Regions from separate parts of the Cricetulus griseus genome. Here region 1 is linked to region 2. A link is a contact called in public Hi-C data. All regions are on one chromosome and are shown on one strand. Each heading gives the region's core, a stretch centred on a gene start, on an enhancer-like site or on the middle of the called end of the contact. The rest is flanking DNA. Distances are from core to core; before and after follow the strand shown.

Region 1 (3,529 bases), core at 480-2,979, 100 kb after region 2:
GTGCATAGTGATCCAGTGGATTCTACAGCTTCTAACCTCGTCCAATATAATTTCTGGTAAAAATACATTTTTTTCTAGGAATATTAGTCAACTTACTGGCAGAATTGTGCAGAAATGATACCTGGGTATGGATGAAACTTAAATGTGTCTTTTTGGTTAAGGCACACTTTAACTCTTGTGTGAAGTGTGAGCATCCAAAGGAAGATCCCATCTCTGACTTCTGAGGCTCTACAGTAATAACTGGGCAGAGTCTGTCCTGGTACCACTCACAAAGTTAGTGCTGTCATTACTGTCAGTGCTGTGAACCACTCTGTCTTGTTCACTCCGGCATCTCAGTGCTGACTCTAATGCCTTAGGCATATCGGGCATGGGCATTTGCTCACCTCTGGATTAAACATAGGATAAGTTTCTATCAACTCTTGTCTCCCCATGACTTCTTCACTAAGAATTATTCCAGGGAATCAGGCAATGCTGTGTGTCTGTTAGAGGGGGAAATGCTTTCCAGGCCTCTGCTTGAGAAATAGGCTTTGAATGTCAGGTATGTGTTGGAAGCTGACTAAACTGCATCACTTTTACAAATAGTGCAAATGTATGATGCCCACTCACCTCGTTGATTAAACACACTTCACAGGTAATTTCACTCACCCCAGAAAAGCCTGCATTCTCCCCAGGCAGAAGAGCTATTGTTAGTTCTCACCATAATTCAATATTTCTTAAAGATTAAATAAAAATAGTGTCTGGGTGTATATGTCTATGTGTGAGGATGTGCCTGTCTATTCAGGGGCTCAGGGAGCCAGAAGAATTTCGTACCAGATGCCTTGGACCTAGAGTTACAGGTAGTTGTGAGCCATCCTATCTGGGTACGAGGAATCTAAGTCTGGTCTTCTGGAAGAACACTAAGGGCTCTTAACTATTGAGCTGTCTTTCCAGCCAGATCCAGCCCTTCACACTATAGTATGAGCTTAAAAAGTGTGTGGTCCTTGTTCTTGGTGAACTGGAAGGTAAGGTTTTTACCTTTAAAACCCTTCTCCAGTGATATATTTCCTCCATCAAGCCTGCACCCTGCTAAACCTTCCCAAACATGTCATCAAACTGGGTACCAAGTAGTCAAATATCTAAGCCATGTGGGACATTCTCATCCTAGGATGAAGATTGGGAATTGGTGATGTTTGTTTGAAGGAGAACAGCACAGGAGATTGGGGGAAAGTCTCAGTATATCCTCTCACCATTCCTTTTAAATTAGCAGAGGTCATTTGCATATTTTGATATAATTAGGCAATGACCACTAATCCTTGTATGAAGTACAATTTAGGAAAAAGGGGGAATTGAGCAGATTATAATACGAACTCTCACCTGCCATTGGGTTGGTAACACATGTGAGGAGATGTACACTCCAACACTCACCATAGTATGGGCTAGATAAGCCTGGTTTGCCTGGACTTTACATTGGAGCATCTGGAGCTCTCAGCAACACAGCAAGATTCAATTCTCCTACCCAGGGCAGAGGCTCTGGTCCTGCAGCTATGGAACATTACCAAGACTGAGCAATATAATGTCTACAGAAACCACCTACACAGAGCAGAGCCGGGTACCAGCAGATGCTCAGAGTGAAGTCGATTTCCTTCCCTGCTGTGACTTCACAAAAGCTTGGAGGGAGTGGGAGGGTGTCCGAGGACACTGCTCCTCAGAGGATGATTTCCTGCCATGAGGTAGTCTACACTCATAGATATGCAAACTTGGATCCCTGTGGCCTCCACATTCTCCCATGCTGCTTGAGATGAGTCATGGTCTGGGCTGCCATTTAAGGCTCCTCATTTACAAAGCACCTCAGGGCAGGGAAATCATTTGGCCTGAAGAAACACAGAAAATGGTCTGGATTTCAACTCAGAAGACAACCAGGAATGCTTGCACCCACAAGGACTGCTGCAATTTCAGTTTGGGGCCAGGATCCTATTTCAGAGAAACCCAATTTAGGATTTCTTCCACAGTGTCTTAACAACTTTTCACAGACATTTTGTTTGGAACTCTAAGCCCGGAGGTCTACATGGAGGCTTTAATCCAACTGTTCCATGGAATTCTCAATGTGTGTGATTACCAAAGCAGTTCTGTCTGCCTCTTGTCTGGTCAGAAGGAAGTGCCCTGACCTCTGTTCCTTTATCCCTTACCCATCACTGTGCTGAGCTCTCTTCCTGTGCAAGCACACACTGCTCTCCTCAGGGGATGGTATGGTGTGAGTGGAGATCATTCTATGCCAACACAACCATCTCCTCAAACTAGCATATTCCTTTTCTTCCTTCAAAGAAACTGCTAGAAAGAATGTGTGCATTTGCTAATCTTATTTGTTTACTTCCCACTCATTCCTCGGGTCACTACCAGCCATCAGAACACCTTGAGGCAGAGTCACTTACCTTTCTGCACATCCCCTGCAGTGGGAGCCACCACTGACCATCTCTCTTTAAACACTCCTGTTTTTCTTTATTAAATGTTAGTGTTGGAGAACTAATCCAGGGCCTCCTGCATAGAGAGTGAAGGGACCAGCTCCCCATTCGGCAGCCATAACAGCCGAACATGTGCTTGCCATAAACTTGCCTTGGTCACTTAGAGGTCAGATGCCTGCCTTGTGACAAGGAACCAATCAGAAGTTAGTTAGTCACTAGAAAGTCAGATGCCTGTCTCGTGACAAGGAACCCATCAGAAGTTAGTCACTAGAAAGTCAGATGCCTGCCTCGTGACAAGGAACCAATCAGAAGTTAGCTGGTGGCGCTATGCTTTATGGCTCTGGGTGTGCTTTACAGACAAGCGCACAGCAATGACGCAGAGAGCATAGGAGGGCCTATGGGCCATAACAACCAGTTGACCAATCAACACAGGGCAAACCCTCCAAGGCTGGAGGCACACCAATCGTGAACCTGTGTGTACCCCTAGACACTCCCCTTACGCTGCCCTATAAAGATCTGTACGCAGCAGCTTCGAACGGTCTTTGCTAGCCATCCACCATGGTGGGTGGGTCAAAGACCCGAGCTAACATGGGGTTAGCTTGTTAAACTACAATAAAGCCTCATGCAATTTGCATCAAGCTTTCGCCTCCATTCTGTGATTGGGGTGGCCGAGGTCCTGGGCTAAGATTCTGGAAGCCTCAGCTTTCCAAGGGTCTTACAAGAACATTACTATGTCACTGAGCCACACCCCTAAATGCTGTCTTTTCCTGATTTTAGCGATAAAGACTCTTCTCCTGTCTTTTATTTTATTTTATTTTATTTTAGTATTCATTTGCTGTCTTTCTGCAGCTTTATCTTATCCTTTATATGTGTGTCTATGTGTGTCTTTGTGTCTGTGTCAACTCACATGCATAGTCAGGTATGTACCAGAGCGAGTGTGTGTGTGTGTGTGTGTGTGTGTGTGTGTGTGTGTGTGTGTGTGTGTGCCAGAGGATAACCACAGGTGTTTTTGTTCCTAAAATGCGCTCCATATATTTTTTTAAAAAAATATTTTATTTATTTATTATGTATACAGTCTTCTGCCTGCAGGC
Region 2 (3,676 bases), core at 409-2,908:
CACACCCCTACCTCTCTCAAAAAAAAAAAAAAAAAAAAACAAGATAAAGAGAGGAAGAAAGAAAGAAAAACCCATATCTAATTTCACTCCCATAAGTCCAATAGCTAAAAGGTCTATAGGAACCAGTATATCCATAAACATCCTCTCCATGACTGCTCAGGCTACAGTTTTCTCAGATTCATACTGGTTTCTCTGACTTTTGAATGGTGCTCCCTCTATGTGGTATCATTCCCCTCTTACCACTGCCCTGAGCAATGTCTTGTCATCTTCCAGATCTCGGTGAGAGACTGGAGCACAACAAATCATGTCATCCTGTTCCATGCTAGCAACCCTCACCTTCCTCTCTGAAGCACAAAATACAACTGTCATAAAATGACTGAAACTGCTATTGCAGTTTAATGTTGCTCTTGTCCAAAAAAAAAAAAAAAAAACTAGACTCCAAATGAATCTGGGTCCATTCCCATCTTTAGTTGCCACAACCCAAGTTCACCAACATATGCCTGATAAGTGATGTATACCTTTGTTATTTTCAATACACCTTTGTCTATAGAGGAAAGTGCTGTGATACGTGAGGCAGACAAGCACATCACTCACAAAGGACCCGCAGCACTGTATTGGCTAACTTACCTCATGCATTCCATTGAAGCAAGAACAAAAAACCATTGCTTTAGCATGAGCAAAATAAACTTAAGTTTAATAACTAAGTTTCTCTCTGCATCCTCAGGTGTTCCGTACAACAAGAATCCAACTTCAGCTACCAGTAAGTAGATACGCAACTAAATCAAGACTGCTGCCACATTTGGCACCATCCGCCTCCTTTCTTGGCAGACTCCGAGAGGCCAGGAGTTGAGCTGGCCTGGGAAGAGTGATTTATCCTCCCACATTTCGAAGTGGTCCCTTTGCAACAGAAACGCTGTACTGCTAATGGATTTTGAATTCTAACCTTGTCAAACCAGTACCCTCCGGACCTGATTCACGAAAAAGAAAAAGGAAAATCTGATTCCTGCGTGCCACCGACAAAAACAAACACCGCTGTCCAATTCTTTTGGGAGGAAAAAGAAAAAGTTGCTTCCTTGCTTCCAAAACCAGATCTCTTTCTACAAAACAAAGTGACTACTTGGAAAATTACAAGGAACCGACAGGCAGATGTTAAGAGGTTAAAGGCTAAGGCACAGATAGATGTTAAGAGGCTAAAGGCTAAGGCTGTTGATGGAGGCTGCTCAGGGTAGTAGCGTTAGACGAGAACCAGCAGGCCCGGGCGAGCAGCAGCTCCCAGCCACCGGCCGAGGATCCCAGGTCCAGGAGAGGCACGACACGCAGGGTTGACAAACGCCAAGCCCCAGGCAGCCTGGTTCGTCACACAGACCCTGGCCAGGCAACAAGCGCCCAGCCCGGCTCTGCACTCCCGGGAGCGCCCCGGCTCCAGTCCCTTCCTGGGACTGCGCGCCGGGGAGGCCGGGGTCAGAGAACGCGTCCCGGGCAGGGCTCCGGTGAGGAAGCCCGCCGAGGGCTGCGGTCCCACGCCTGCCCCTTTGTTCCGTGCCGGCGGCGCAGGCCCGGGCTCGGCGGCCCCTGCCCTCACCTTGTAGACGTCGCCGTAGGTGCCGCTGCCGATGCGCTGGATCAGCTCGAAGTCCTCCTGAGGGTTCCGGCGGGACAGGTCGAAGCCGGGGTTCATGGCGGGCCCCGGGTGCCCCCCGCCTCCCTCCCGGCCCGGGGAGGGGGGGCGCTCAGGGGGGCCGCACGGAGGGAGCGCCCGCGGCCGCCCGGCTCCGCCGCCGGTCACAATCGCCCGGCTGCACGCCGCGGCGGCCGCCGACCCACGACGAGCCGCCCGGCGTCCCCGCCCCCCGCCGCCGCGCGGAGCCGGGTCACACCCACCAGGAGAGGAGCGCGCCCGCAGCCCCTCGCTCCGGGTGCAGCTCCAACATGGCTTCGCCCGCCGCTCCGTCCGCCCGCCCTGCCTCCCGTTCCCGGCCCGCGCGCCACTGCGCAGCCGCCATCCCGGAGGCCGCGCGCTCCCGGCGGGCCCCGCGCGCTCCCGCCATGCGCGCCCCTCGGGACGCTCAGGACGCGCCAGACTCGCTGTAACAAAGTTGGACGCACTGCTTGCCCGGTGGCCCCCCGCCCCGAGCCGGTAGTAGTTGCAATGTGCGAGACGGTATCCCTAACTTTTTAGGAGCGGGTACTCGCGGGCTGCAACCGAGAGCTCAGATCCTTTCTCCTAGGTTTAGAGGGAGGAGGTCCCCATCAGAAAGGTGAGGGGAGTGACGCTTTGGTTTGGGGGGTTGACCTGCTGACAGGGGTGCAGAGAGGACCAGGACAGAGCCAGAGCCGGGGAAGGGGGGCGTAAGCGGGAAGCAATGCAGAACCTAAACCGTGATTGACCTCTGCCCTGGGAGAGGGTTGGATTATCAAAGCCCGGGGCGGGGACTGTGCAAGCTGTCTGGCTACCCTCCGGGGTGGGGGATGGAGGGGGGAGAGGTTGCAGAGGGTGGGGCCTGGACCGGATCTATTCCCACACCTGAAATGTAAACACGTGACCATCCTGAAGCTACCTAGCTTCTACCTTACCTGCCCAGCGCTCCACCCAGTTTAAGATCCAGATAAGCCAGCACTACATCCAAACATTGAAGCCAACCTCTCTGACTGCTAAAAGTTATCTAAGAAAGGACGCAGGCATTGGAAGGGTCATGTTGGGTTCTCAATAAACTAACTACTTCGCATTCCCAGAAGTTGTAACCAAGTCGCTGACGGCCACTCAGGCGTTACAACGTTGTATTTTTTTTTTTTCTTCAAAAAGGTTTTCCTAATCTCCTTAGGCACCACACCTCCTAAGGATTAATGTTCCCTAATGCCTAGTGGCTTCTCAAAAACTAGGTCTCCTCAAACTTGTTAAGGAATAAATGAACGGTCTAGTTGGCAGTTAACGGCTTCATATTTAAAAAAAAAAAAAAAAGTTATGTTGCTTACAGTAAAATTACATATTTACTAAATTTTCAATTTGTTTACTCCAAATCGGGTATGGTGGCACATGCCTGCTATCCCAGCACTTGGGAAGCTGAGGCAGGAGCATCGCTGCAAAAGTGCCTTGACTACAGAGTGTGTGTATGGGTTATTTATTTGAGTGCCTATTGATTTAAAGATGTTGGAAAATGGCCCCCGCTCTACCACATAAACAGGCTTCCAGTTGTTTGATGTTTAGTTATCCTAAAGCATCAGAATGTAACAATGTTGCTTACATTTCTGCGGGTGCACATCACAGGATAAATTCAGAATAAACCTTAAAGCTATGCTATCTTGAGCCACTCCCGACCATGCGTGTTTCTTCCCAGCTTCTTTCTGACACTGTTGAAGGCTGAGAAGCAGGCCTGCCTTCTGCGAGTGCTGTGGGTGGAGAACTGTTTGTCTCCTTTAGGCCAACCATGCAGATAACTGGCTAGGGACTCAGATAAGCAAATTTAAGTATCCCAAATCGGGACCAGCTCTGCTCTCTTTCTCTGCCCTTTTCATGCTTTAAAAGTCAAGTTTCCAGAACTGAATCGCTTGCACGGGAAAGTTCTAAAGGTTTCACTGTTTTGTTTGCTGGGATTATCATTTGTGCAGATAACCGAGTGTTTGCATCACTAATAGACCTCTTTCAAAGGGAAAACAAATTTCAGCAGTGTTGGAGCAG

The links. A called contact is a pair of places that touch in the nucleus more often than the background predicts.
Region 1: a Hi-C map of fibroblasts shows a contact between it and region 2, with 2.6 times the contacts expected there. The contact joins the enhancer-like site here to the promoter of LOC118238917 in region 2. A contact is called at or near these places in 2 of 8 Hi-C or Micro-C datasets (the CHO-K1 cell line and fibroblasts).

What each region holds. Positions count from the first base shown.
Region 1 is chr5:82,759,207-82,762,735 of CriGri-PICRH-1.0, forward strand. No RefSeq gene overlaps it. Among named protein-coding and RNA genes, the nearest start is that of Map4k3, 100 kb to the left of the region's middle. Within about 2 kb of position 1,730, at least 2 of the 6 cell types and tissues checked have open chromatin away from gene starts, as enhancers often do. A contact at or near this core is called in fibroblasts, where this site is marked.
Region 2 is chr5:82,657,605-82,661,280 of CriGri-PICRH-1.0, forward strand. It overlaps LOC118238917 (basic proline-rich protein-like), which reads left to right and starts at 1,659. Exons shown (of 2, transcript XM_035445722.1): 1 at 1,659-2,258. The coding sequence starts at 1,677. The coding sequence ends at 2,141. It overlaps Map4k3 (mitogen-activated protein kinase kinase kinase kinase 3), which reads right to left and starts at 1,710. Exons shown (of 34, transcript XM_027417890.2): 1 at 1,583-1,710. The coding sequence starts at 1,678.